Linked DNA regions of Sus scrofa: region 2 is linked to region 1. Evidence: chromatin contacts called from public Hi-C data. All regions are on one chromosome and are shown on one strand. The core of a region is the stretch at or near the end of the contact, and the rest is flanking DNA. Distances in the headings are between cores, read along the strand shown.

Evidence for each region. Hi-C and Micro-C count contacts between places; a contact is called where the count stands out from the background.
Region 2: a Hi-C map of fetal skeletal muscle shows a contact between it and region 1, with 2.6 times the contacts expected there. The contact joins the promoter of ZBTB7C here to the enhancer-like site in region 1. A contact is called at or near these places in 10 of 47 Hi-C or Micro-C datasets (embryonic fibroblasts, epiblast stem cells, fetal skeletal muscle and 6 more) and 1 of 2 datasets of contacts at active chromatin or transcription factors (skeletal muscle).

The regions. Positions count from the first base shown.
Region 1 is chr1:97,619,169-97,625,467 of Sscrofa11.1, reverse strand. It overlaps ZBTB7C (zinc finger and BTB domain-containing protein 7C), which reads left to right. Exons shown (of 5, transcript XM_021092801.1): 4 at 1-132. Among named protein-coding and RNA genes, the nearest start is that of SMAD2, 140 kb to the right of the region's middle. Within about 2 kb of position 3,762, at least 8 of the 83 cell types and tissues checked have an H3K27ac peak or open chromatin away from gene starts, as enhancers often do. A contact at or near this core is called in fetal skeletal muscle, where this site is marked.
Region 2 is chr1:98,011,354-98,017,652 of Sscrofa11.1, reverse strand. It overlaps ZBTB7C (zinc finger and BTB domain-containing protein 7C), which reads left to right and starts at 2,495. Exons shown (of 5, transcript XM_021092801.1): 1 at 2,495-2,714.

The sequences.
Region 1 (6,299 bases), core at 2,513-5,012:
GCCCAAGGCCTCTCAGCAGTGCCCCATCTGCCACAAAGTCATCATGGGGGCCGGGAAGCTGCCTCGGCACATGAGGACCCACACCGGGGAGAAGCCATACATGTGCAGCATCTGCGAGGTCCGCTTCACCAGGTGCGCTCGGCAGCCCCGTGGGGGCCGGGGGAGGGCCAGGGCCTGGGGACGAAGAGAGACCCAGGTCAGGGGAGAGCCAGCCGAATCCTACACACACACTGGCTTGCTCAGCAAGCTCATTGCCAGAAGGCGTGGTAGGCGTTACCTGGTGCAGGGATTTTTCAGATAATCTAATTCTGTACCATATCAGGTAAAAAGCCATAAAGTAGATAAGAGCAGAGCTGTTCTGCTTAAGGCAGAAGTGGGGGCCTTGGGGAGTTCCCACTGTGTCTCAGTTGGTTACAAATCTGACTAGGATCCATGATGATTCGGGTTCGATTCCTGGCCTCACTCAGTGAGTCAGGGACCCGGTGTTGCTGTGAGCTGTGGTGTAGGTTGCAGACTGGCTTGGGTCCTGCATTGCTGTGTCTGTGGTGTAGGCCAGCGGCTATAGCTCTGATTCGATCCTTAGCCTGGGCACTTCCATAGCCTGCAGATGCAGCTCTAAAAAGCAAAAAAAAAAAAAAAAAAAAAAAAAAGGAAGAAGAAGAGGAAATGAGGGCCTCAGCAAGCCCTGTAGATCCATGGAAGCCAGTTTGAAACCCCCTAGTGGTGGGCAGCCCCCATTATTTTATTTGGAGCACAGGCAGCATGCCAGGGCTTGTCCTGGGCATATTACACACCCGCTCACCCCTGCCATGGCCTGGAAGATGGGGAGAGGTCATGGCCTTTGTCCACAAATAAGTGATCCGTCTCCCAGGGGCTAGTCAGCCCCTTGTCAGCCCAGATGGAAAGTGGTAGAGCTGAGACTTGAACGCCAGTTCATATATGACAGCAAAATCTGTGACAGGAGACCCTAGAGTCCCCTGTGGGCCTTTCTAGACCTAAAGGATGGGTCTCCTTTCATGTTCTCCCTTTGACTGTCCATGTGGGGAAGAGGGTAACTTTATGCTGTCATAAAAGTTGAAATTTGAGGAGCTCCCCTTGTGGCTTAGTGGTAATGAATCCAACTAGTATCCATGAGGACACAGGTTCGATCCCTGGCCTTGATCAGTGGGTTAAGGATCTGACGTTGCTATGAGCTGTGGTGTAGGTTGCAGAAGCAGCTTGGATCTGGCGTTGCTGTGGCTGTGATGTAAGCCAGCAGCTGCAGTTCTGATGCAGCCCCTAGCCTGGGAATATCCATATGCTGTGGGTGTGGCCCCAAAGAGACAAAAAAAAAAATTGAAATTTGAAATCAGTACATTCTAAGCCTTTCATCATTCCCAGACTCCATCCCCTTCAGAAGGTACACTGTGTCATGTATGCACCTTCTGTACACACAATGTACAAACCTGCACAATCATCAAAACTGATTGATATGATGATGTGGGGTCTGACTGTCTGCTTCTGGGTTTTGATGGGCCTCATTGTGAGGAAATGTGCACCTGTGGTCACTGGTGTGAGGCTGACCTTCCCAGCCATGTCCACAGGCAGGACGGTTCTGGTGAGTGGCCCTACATCAGAGCTTGGTCATTTCCTTGTGTTGGATGTGGATAGAGCCAGGTGGATACCTGCCCTGGGACCATCGTGACTCCTGAGACTGAGTCCTTTCTCCACACTCCCACTGTCCCCATCAAAGAACCCGCCTTGAGAAACCCACACCTGTTGCAATGCTGCTGCTGTCACTGCACAGCCTCTTAGCAGTTTATCCTTAGGGATTGGGGGGAGCTCATTCTTTTGATTTTTCTCAGTGGTCCAAAGCTTTGGTTTTCGAGGTTGCCAGAGAAGGGCACAGGAATATGTTCAGATGGCAGTGGCATTGCGAAAATAGCTCTGCAGGCTCTTCCAGTGACTGTTTCAAAGGACAACACTGATTGTTTCCAAGGTGGCCTTGGCTCTCCTTGCATCTGCTTCTGTAAAGGCAACCCCAGCAGAATCTTCCAGATGCTTCTAGAGCTGACAGTGAAGGGAGAATTTCCAGGTCCCGATGGTCAGGGTCCCCCATATCCAAGGTGTGTCCCCTTCCACCCAATAGGGCTGATCTCAGGCACTCTGCTCCTCTTACCGCCACAGAGCCGCTGGAACCAAAGTCCCTGAGATTCACACCCCCCTCCCTCGAGTGTGAGTCAGCCCCTCACGAATGGCCCTGCCACTCTGATGTTGCCCCACCTCCTACCCCATCTTCTAAATTCACCTAAATACTATAAAGGCTTGACAAAGCACAGGGATAACAGGAGGAAGATACACCAGAGCCCAGTTCAAATTCAAGTGCAGTTCACACCTCTGGAGCCAGGACCTCTCTACAGCCTGTGCCTCCAAGCCCAGTCCCCTGGGAATGACATCAAGACGTGGACACTCTTCACAGTCTGGATCCGAGTCCTGCCATCCGGGCTCTACCCTCCCTGCCTGTCCCTTGAGCAGATGGCTGATGCTGGGGACAGACTTCCCTGCACCCAGGTCTGTGCCTTCAGAGGGATGTGCTGCATCTCAGGGTACCACCCAGTGAGCCCGCCTGGCCCCTGAGTCCCCATCTTCCCTCCCTCCCCCACTCCCCTCCCAGACGTTCCCACACTCAGCTTGCAGTGGGGGCCACTTTGTGCCTGCCTTCCCTCGGGAACGTTTGCAACTTGGTCAGTCAGGACAGTCAGACTTCTCACCCTCTTGACACCAGAACATCGTCTGTGTGGGCCTCCTTGCCCGCTCCCCCATGCTGTGCTGAAGAGGAGGGTCGCATTCCAGAACCCTCCCAGCACATTCCTGCTGATCACTCAGGGCGGCCTCTGTGCCTGCCGGCTCCCCACCCCTCAGGGCCAGGTCAGCCATGGGGCGGTTCTGGCCATCCGGCCCTGTGCCCTCCCCTCCCTCCCGATTTACTCCTGCTCAGCAGCACAACAGCCATCTGCACCCCCAGGCTCTTCCAGCTGAAGCAGCTGCATTCCCACCTCCATCCACAATTCCCCTTGCTCGGTTCCCACGGGGCATTGGCCCTCCGGAGAAAGGTCAGAAAAGCTCTCAGGGTGCCCCCTTCCCAGGGCAGGGATACCCGGAGTCAGGGGAGGTTGGAGAGTCTCTTGGCCTCCTCACCTGCGGACTTTATTTCTCACAGTGAACACGCCCCTCGCCATCACATTCTTCAGAATCACCTGTCTTCCCTCCTGTCCCCTCCCTGGAGCTGCCGTGCAAGATTCTTTACAGCTGGCCTGTCCAGGTTATGGGGGGAGGAGGGTGCAGCCAGGGAGGGGTGCCTGTAACTCTCTCTACAGTCAAGTCCCCTTGCAGCCTTCCCACAGGGACCTCTTTTGTGGCTGACTTCTTCTTCTTATTATTATAATTAAAGTATAGTTGATTTATAATATTCCTTCAACGTCTGCTGTATAGCAAAGTGAGCCTGTCATACATCTATTCTTTTTTTACATACTATCTTCCATCGTCTTCTAACCCAAGGAATGGGATAGAGTTTGCTGTGCTGTACAATAGGACCTCATTACTTATCCATTCTAAATGTAAGAGTTTGCACTACTAACCCCAAACTCCCCATCTCTCCTACTCCCTCCCCCTCCCCCTTGGCAGCCACAAGTCTGCAGCCACAAGTTTGCAGTCTGCACCACCGCCTGTAACACCGCCCTCAGCGGGAGACTCCTTGGCAGCCACTTAGAGCAGCAGCTGCTGCCTCTTTGACTCAGAATTCCCAGAGTCCCTTGCAAGGCTACTCCCTGGGGCTGGACCCCCTCCCCGCCACCCCCTAGAGGCTGAGGGCCCCAGCCCTGCTGCCCTCACGTCCTCCGCTGGGACCCTGTTTCCCTTTCTGGAGCTTGAGTCTTTGCTTAATCACAACTGAGCCTCTGCTCTCTGGCCAGGCCTCCTTTCCTCTCTTCTTGATGCTGACTCTGCTTCCCCGCCCTCCTGAGGCACGTGGAACAACTTACCCTCCCCCTGCAAGGTGTCCCTTTGGGCCAGGCTCTGAGTTATGGCCTTAGATGCCAACTCCCAGCTTGTTCACATGCCCGTGGGAGCATCATTCCTCAAGACTTCAGCAGCCCCAATGTAATAGAGGGGTCTGGGGGTCCTTCTGAACACAGCCTTCATTCTGCGGGTCTCTGAGGATTTGGGGTGCCCCACCATGATGTTGTCAGTTCCTTGGTGTCAGGGAACCTGACCTGTGAGTCAGCTCTAGATTTCAGCCAGTCCCACCAGTTGTCTCACCACTGATGTTTTCACATATGAGACACCCCCGGAGGCTTTCACCAGTCTATGTACCTCTGGCTCCATGCTGTCCCATCCTAGCTCTGGGCACCCCGTGATCCCTTGGACTCCAAGTCCTTATGTTTGCGCTGGAGTCTATGTGTACACTCCCCCAGCCTGGCCCAAGGTCACCACGTTCTTCCTGAGGACGACGGCTGGGTGATGGCCGTCAAGACAGCACATGCTCAGATGGGTCCTGGGCTCTGACTTGGGAGAGAAACAGCTCCAGGACTTAAGGCAGAGGCAGTCTGGACCACAATTCCCCTCAACCCTTCTCATCAGGAGTCTTCTTCTATCCCAGGAAAGTCTGGAAGCCCAGGCCAAAGGCCAGGACTGTGGGGGGTTCCACTAGATGTGGCCCCTAGGATGGTCTTTAAAGAATGGGGAGCATGGGGGCCAGAGAAGACAAGAAGGTATTTGTCTTCTCTGCAGACAGAGGGACACGGCGCACTTAGTGCATCTTTTCCCTGCCCACCCCCATCGCAGGTCCCCCCACTTCTTGTTGCCTCAATCCCAGCCATCACCATCACCAACAGGGCCTATGAAGATCTCAGAAGAGTCTTAATTGCTCCCGTCCCTCCACATCAGTCCTTGGGTGTAGGCAGCCTTTCAGGGGAACTCCTAGAGAGCATGGTTGGGCAGTCTTCCTTCCCAGAACCCCTGCATCCCCTATACCCCCTGCACCCCATCCTCAACCCGGCTCTCACAGGTGCTCTAGCCATGTCTACAGGACACATAATGAAGGCAAGGAACTGCAAAACCTGAGAAGAAACCAGCCCCCAAGACAACAAAGTTTCCACAGAGGCCTGGAGAAAGGGATGGGCAAGCTCTGTCCCCTGAAAAGTCAATCCCTGATGAGCCGCGATCTCCCCAATTTCCCCTACCGACATCCCACAAAGGCTGCACCTTTTAGCCTCTGCCCCTGCCCCAGTGCCAGGTAAACGCTGATAGCTCCATGCCGCCGGCCCCGCTGTCAGCTCTCCAAACAAGGCCAGGAGACTGGCTTTTTTATTTTTTTTCTTTTCCGTATTTTCTTTTTAGTCCTCCCACTCCTGGCAGCACTGGGGACCTTATTAAGATAATGCAATGTCATTAGCCACGGCAGCAGGAAGAGAATTTGTCTCAGGCCATCAGGTTACCAAGAAGTCTGGGTGGATGGTGCTGGGAAAGCCTTATCGGCCCTGGAGCCTCCGTGGAGGCGGAGGACCCCAGGCCCTTTCCTTTCACTCGGGGGAATGAGATCATGAAGACTAGCTCATCTTTCCCGAACATGAGCTCGCCAAGCTGGAAGGGGGAATGCCGAGCCAGCTTGGGTGCCTGTGGCCTGAGAGGGGGCCCCTGGGGCAGGCTTCAGGGAGAAGATGATGGGCCAGGGGACAAGGCGAGGGAGGAGCATGTCAGATTGGGGGTTGGGGAGCTCTGAGAAGTAGCCCCGCACCAGCAGCTCATGATCATGAGCACCCACTGGACCTTGAGTGGTGAGCAGCGGGCAGAACACCAAGGTCTCTGACAGCTTCTTATCTGAGCAGGTGCTGGTACCCTTCAAGGGTACAAGGGCGGGACGAGGGCCGAGAGACCAGGGCCTGGCACTCACTCATCGATGCTGCCTGAGGACATGGAGCCCAGCGTCTCCTGGGGACCACGGTCCCTTGGGGCCCCAGCTTTAGGACCTACCCCTAACCAGTTGTGTGACTGTAACCAAGTCTCCTTCCCTCTCTGGGCCTCTGTTTCCCCACGTGGAACAGGAGAGAGTTGGATCAGGTGCCCCCTAAGCTCGCACCCATGTTATGACTCCATGTATTGCCCAAGATCAGAAAGTTCTGGACATGTTATGGCACCACTCTTTGTCTCTGCTTCCTCATGAGAGTGATGGATCTGCCAAGTTCACGGGCTTTAGCAAGAAAAACCTAGCTGGAGTTCCCATCATGGCTCAGCAGTTAACGAATCTGACTAGCATCCAGGAG
Region 2 (6,299 bases), core at 1,246-3,745, 390 kb before region 1:
CAAAGTAACTCTTGCCCACACGTTTTCTCATCTGGTCATCGCAGCATCCCTAAGGTGTAGAAACGCTCTTAAAGGTGTAAAATTTTGCCTGTGGTCATTAAGTTCAGGAGCCCCGTGGCTCGCTGTCTGGGCCATAGAACCCTCCTCCATAGCTCATGGCATGGAAACCCATCCAGTGATGCACAGCTATGGAACCTCTGCTCTGAGCAGGCTGTACTCAGAGCAGGGAGGTGATCCTTTCTGATTTAGAGGCACTTCTGATTTAATACCCACCTCCCTCTTTTTTTAAACAAAACACCCTTTTCATGGTCATGGCTACCCTCATTCCCAGGACTGCATTCCTATCAGCTGCAGGTGTCTTGCAGTTTTCAGAGCTCACATCTCCCAGGTACTTCCTAAATGCATCCCCATGCTTCTGGCTTAGAAGCTCGACTATATCAGCTGGGTCTGTGGTACTCCAAATGGCTGAAGACCCTGTAAGGAAAGGAAGTGAGGCAGACAACCAAATTTAGCAGGGATACAACCTAGTTTGGGAGGGTAAAGGCTCCAAGGGCTGCTTAAAGTAAGGTTATTATTTTGCCACTGAAAGCTTTAGCTACTTGGAAGTCTGACATCCTGAATCTGAAAAATCTTAGTTTCCACAACAGATTTCCTTAGACTTCTATTGCTTTTGAACAGTTTGTATAAGGTGGTTATTCAAACTGACAAATGAATGACATTTTCTTATTAGGAAAAGTTAGGCCTCTCTGACTAGTGAAACGTGATGTGCACAACTCTGTTTCAGTTCTCCTTTTCATGTTTGTGCCTAGCTTTCTGAAGTTACGCCCTATTCCAGAATCTTTTCCCTTGTTTTCATTACACCAAAGCGGTGCCAAGCAATGCGCATTTATTACGCGAATGAATGAAAGGAAGACAATTCCCAGCGAGCAGAACTGGCAAGAAGGGCCAAGTAAAGGGTCTACACGTTTATTTTCGTGAATTCTGTAAAGGATGTCATAGAGTATCTTCAACATTCAAGGACTCGATGCGGACGGCCGCAGTCCCACTGTCCGTTCATTAGTCAATGGCCAGAATGGGGTCAGGAGGGAGGGATTCTCTTTTTCGCCTGTCCTGAGCGTCCCGCGCAGCTCAGGAAGCACAGTCCCTGTAAGAATTTGAGAACGGAAAACTTCGCAGCGTCGGAAGAACCAGCCCTGGAGAGGACCTGCAGACATCCGAGGGTACAGTCGCAGATGTCGCGCCAGGGTGGGCAAGGGTTTCTATGTCTGCCTTGAGCGCGGAAAGCGGGGGTTGTAAAAAGGAGCGCCAGTGTGCTCCGGCCAGCTGGTGGCCGGAACATCTCTTCAGAGAGTCGCCTCGTCCGCGAGCGTTCACATCGTCGCCCCTGAACCAAGATCCCCCTCCTCTTTTCCCTGATGGGCCCTTTGCGCTGTCCGTCACCAGTCAGCGCCTGCAGCGGATCCCAAGGAGACTCTCCCCTCCGTACGGTACCAGCGGAGGCGGTGTTTGGAGGTACTGGGCGGGGCCAAGTCCTTCCAGGGCCCGCCCCTTGGCTGCGTAGCTGGGTGATTGGATGCTTCAGAAAGCCGCCTTGTAGGCTGTTCAAGGGAGTAAACGAGGGCTGGAGGTTGGTTCCCCGCTCGCATGCTGGGTACCCAGGCCCGGAGATCCCGCGTCCGAGCGGCCTCTAAGGCTGGGCTGCCCGCAGGGATTTGGGGGCCCTGGAGTGCTGCAGTCCTTTGGTTTCTCGTGTCAGAGATGTGTCTTTCCGAGCTCGCTGAAATTCTGAGAGCATTTGGGAAACTTCTGTCCCCAGTTCTTGCTCCCTACTTTCCACTGGGGAAGCAGTTGCTGAGTTGTTTTATTTCCTCCCCTAATCAGACTCTGTAAAAATAGCCGTGCGCCGGGGCGACCAAGCCAAGCTCTGCTGCTCCGCTGTCCTGGGCAGGGTGTGGACCTAAAAATACCCGGCGGTCTGGAGCCCTGTGCTCTGGATGCGGGCGGGTCCAGCCGGGCCGCAGAGGGCGTCTGGAGACCGGAGAAACGGCGGCCGCCTGGCCTCTCGCCTCGACCGGGGCTGTCCCTTTAAATCCTGGAGGAGGCAAAGAGAAAAAAGGAAAGAAAGAAAAAAGACGCGGAGCCCCAAGCGGAGGGTGGCTTTGCTCCCCCCCCCACTCCGCCCCCGCGCAGCGTCCTGACTGCCGCCCGCCGCCTCCGCGGGTCCTGGGCGCCCCCCGCAGCGCCGCCCACCGCCACAGTTACTGTCAAAATAGAAATTAATTGGAGCCGAGGAGGAGGTTGTAACGTAGCAAGTGCATGTGTGGCAGGGTGGGGAGGGGGCGCAGGGGAAGGGGCGGGCGCGAGCGAGAGGCGACCGCAGACATCCGGGCCCTTTAGCCCAGTGCGCACCCCGAACCGGTGGCGCGGGCAGCGCGGGCGCCGGGCGCGGGACGCGGGGCTGACAGCCGCGGCGCGGGAGGCGGGGCGCGAGGAGGGCGGAGGCGCGGCGCGGGGAGGGAGGAGCTGCCGCGCGCCCGCCACCGCCGCTCGGCTCCACACCGCCAGCGCAGCCCCGCCACGAGACTCTGACAGCCGCGCGGCCCGCGCTGCTCGGGCGCACAGGGACTGACGGACGGCGGCGGTGGCGAGGGAGGACTGAGGACCGCTGCCCCGCGCCTAGTCCGGGAGGCGTGCAGGTCCAGCGGCGGATAGAGGTGAGTGGCTTCGCGCGCTGTGCTGGGGCATCCGCTGCTAGGGTCGCGGTTTCCCCCGCACCTTGGTTGCCGAGGCAGGTCGGGGGTCGCGGAGCTCCCGGAGGGTGGCTCTGCATCGCGGGCGGTGGAGAGCGGTTTCCTGGGCTGTTGCTAGGAGGCCAGAGGTCCGCTCGCCCCGGGGCGCCGGCGGGGCAGAGGCGCCCTCGGCGTGGGGGGTAGGAGGCGGGGGGCTGCGGTGGCTATTCAGGGGCTCCGTGCGGCAGCCATGCGACGGGAGGAGGCGGGGGGAGGGAGGGAGGGAGGAGGGGAGAGCCAGCCGAGAGCGAGCCAGCGAGCGGGCGCCGCGCCTCCTGGCTGGCACCGCGGCCCGGAGCGAAGTGGCGCGCGGGCTGGAAGGGAACTTATGCGGACGCGTGCGGCCCGGGGTTCGGCGGTGCCTTCGGGCACGGGCGGGGCGGGCCTGTCAGCAGCCACAGGTGGTTTCTGCCAAAAGTTATACCGCACTTCTGCTGGGAAGGCGCGCGAACATTTTGGAGAGCGGCGGTTTCCTGAGACTTTGGCATCCGCACTGAGGTCTTATGCTGAGAATTAGGAAAGGGGCTGGAAAGTCTGGGACCGCACATCTTGCGACACGCCTCAAGGGCTTCGTGGCGGTCCCCGCTGGAGGTGGTTCCTTTGCAGGACTCCGAGACCCACGCTGCTGTCCAGTAGGGAAGTTCGGGAAATGGGCGCACGCACGGTTTCTCCGTGCCTCGGGAAAGTTAAGCCGAGACCAGCCCGGTATCTGTCGCCCGCACCGGGCAGCGCAAGGTCTCTTCCTAGTGACACGCACTAGGGAGCGCCTTCGCTCGTGGTGTGCGCATCTCTCGCTCCTTTGAAAGCAGATCGTCCTTGGCCGCTGTGTTGCTTTGTTATTAGGGCTGCTTCTCTGATTTCATTAGGAAGAGGATCGAGGAGGAACCAGAGAAAAGCGAAGCGGCAACGGCTCATTTTCTTTCAATCCAGCTGCGGAGGCTGGTACCCAAGCCTAGGTGTCAAGGGTCCAGGGCCAAGAGGAGCAAAGAGTTGGTGGCATGTGGCTGCCTGCCCAGAGAAACTCGCTGGTCTATTCTCCAGGCTAGGCCTGGGGTTTCTGGGGCCTCTGGGACAGAAAGAGGAATGAGGGTGGGAAGGGAAGACGTTTAGAAGAGGAAGATGTGCCTTGGTCAGCCCTGGGAGAGAGGCTCTGAGAGAAGTCCAGTGGTTTGGCCCCATTCCTCATTGGCCAGGTTGATGAATCCAGGGCAGTGAGGTTAGCACCACCCGGGTAGGTCCGCCCTGGGCTGAAAGAAATCATTATCCCCAGAGTGGGTCTGATACCCAGCTGTTGCAAGTCGGTACAGAACTGCATGAGAGTTGGAAACACTCAGCCCTTCATTCTGGCTGGTCCTGTTCCCACTCCCTGTTCCCCCAGCCCCAACAAGTACCTGAGAGGAAAGCATACCCTTGGCTTTAAAGGAAGTCACAGAATTTGGAAGCTGAAAGAGACTCTAGAAATTTTAGAAGCACTTATTTTACAGATGAGCAGATTCAGGCCCAAGGAAGGAGAAAGTGACCTTCCACAGTGGTTAGAGGCCAGGGAGACTAGAAATGACATCAGCCTCCCAGGCCAGGGTGGAGAGAGTTTCTCTGCAAGTCCTTGTAGGGCCTGAGATCAGAAATGCCACCCCCACACCCCCAGTCCATCATGGGCTCGTTATCTGGTACTTTTTACATCCAAGCTTGCCAGCTAATTTCCTGTCCCCTGCCCTTGGCTTAAAAAAAAAAAAAATCAGAACTGTCATTGCCCATTTGCAGTCTGACACTATCCCAACTTTTCCTGCTCCCTCCTCACCCCAAATTCCTCAAACTCCTTGTGTAACATAATGTGGCTTGATTAGCCAGAATGAGTTTGCAGCCTGTCTCACTGTGAAGCACTGTGAAGCACCCACTTTCGGTAGGATGCCAGAACTCTGTTTTCCTGGTAATTAGGTTTTACAGATATTTTTGAAAGGGAGCCCAATTCTGGATCAATTACTCTTGGACACAAACGCTGTGCTGTTGTGGATACTAAATGAGAAAGATGAGCAATTATCCGGGGGTGTTGGAATAAATGTTGTTATGAGTATTTGACACGCTATTAGACATCAATGAGTGGGTTTTCAGTAAATGTTTTTTACGTTGTATTTTATTGAGCAAACAAAGTGTCTTAATTAAAAAGAACTGTGCATTGGCCACTTAAATTTTAGGCACTTGTTTCTTACTCGTGTGTATGGGCAGGAAGGATTTGAATGGTAAACAGAATGATTAAGAGAACTTTTTTCTCCCAAACCTAAATACCTTAGGTCAGTGCTTATTCTTCAGTCTTTTCTTTTTTTTTTTTTTTTTTTTTTTGTCTTTTTTTTTTTTTTTTTTTTTTTTTTTTTTTTTTTTGTTGTTGTTGTTGTTGTTGTTGCTATTCTTGGCGCTCCGCGGCATATGGAGGTTCCAGGCTAGGGTTGAATCGGAGCTGTAGCCACTGGCCTACGCCAGAAGCACAGCAACGCAGGATCCGAGCCGCGTCTGCGACCTACACCACAGCTCACGCAACGCCGGATCGTTAACCCACTGAGCAAGGCAGGACCGAACCCGCAACCTCATGGTTCCTAGTCGGATTCGTTAACCACTGCGCCACGACGGGAACTCCTATTCTTCAGTCTTTAATGTCATGTACAGTCCAGCAGAACCCTGTTAAATCAAAACAGTTCTGGATTCAGCGTGTGTCAATCTATATTAGTCAGAAATGACCTAGAAGAGAGAATATTTTGTAAGTTTAATGCTTTCAAGGGCAGGCAGTATCAAGAATTCAAGGCTAATGCAGTGTCACTGAGCATAATTCTTCTCTCACGGACAGATCAGAATCTATGTCCCCATGGCTGTGCTTGGGGTTCCTGTAGAAGAAACCAAAATCTGGTATCTTTGTGATAATATAGTGTTATATTTTGACACTGCCTTTTCACTTTCATTCCATGCTCATCTCATGGGTAGCCCCTAGTTCAGCTCTTGGTTCATCTTACAGATGGAGAAACCAAGGCAGAGAAAGGGGAGAATGTGTTTCTTGCAAGTTCACTGTCTGCATTAACATACTCTGAGTGTGCAGGTTGGGGTTTCCGGGCTGACCTCCCTGTAAGAGGCCCCCTAATAATATTGCAAGCCCCTTGCCCAGCTCCAGCACTGCGGTTACCAAGGGGTGTAGAGGTGTGGTGGGGTTACAGTTACCATTCATAGGAGGCCACTGGCTCCCATGGGGGCCTGAAGGACTTGGTCCCCACCCCCACTGTGGGTGAGCCATTTCCCTCCCTCTTATAGCAGGCTGTGGGAACTTGGGCGGGGAGGGACCAGCTGGCTGAGGCTGGGGCGGGGGTGTGGGATCTGTGCCTGTGGAGGGCTGAGGGACTATTTATAACTCCTCCTCCCCTCCTGGGAAGAAGAGACTCAAGGGTCTGGAACCATGCTCTGCCGCTGACTTCTCCCTAGGATGGCTGTGCCCACTGGCAGAAAACCTGCTGCCCAACAAACTGCATGGCA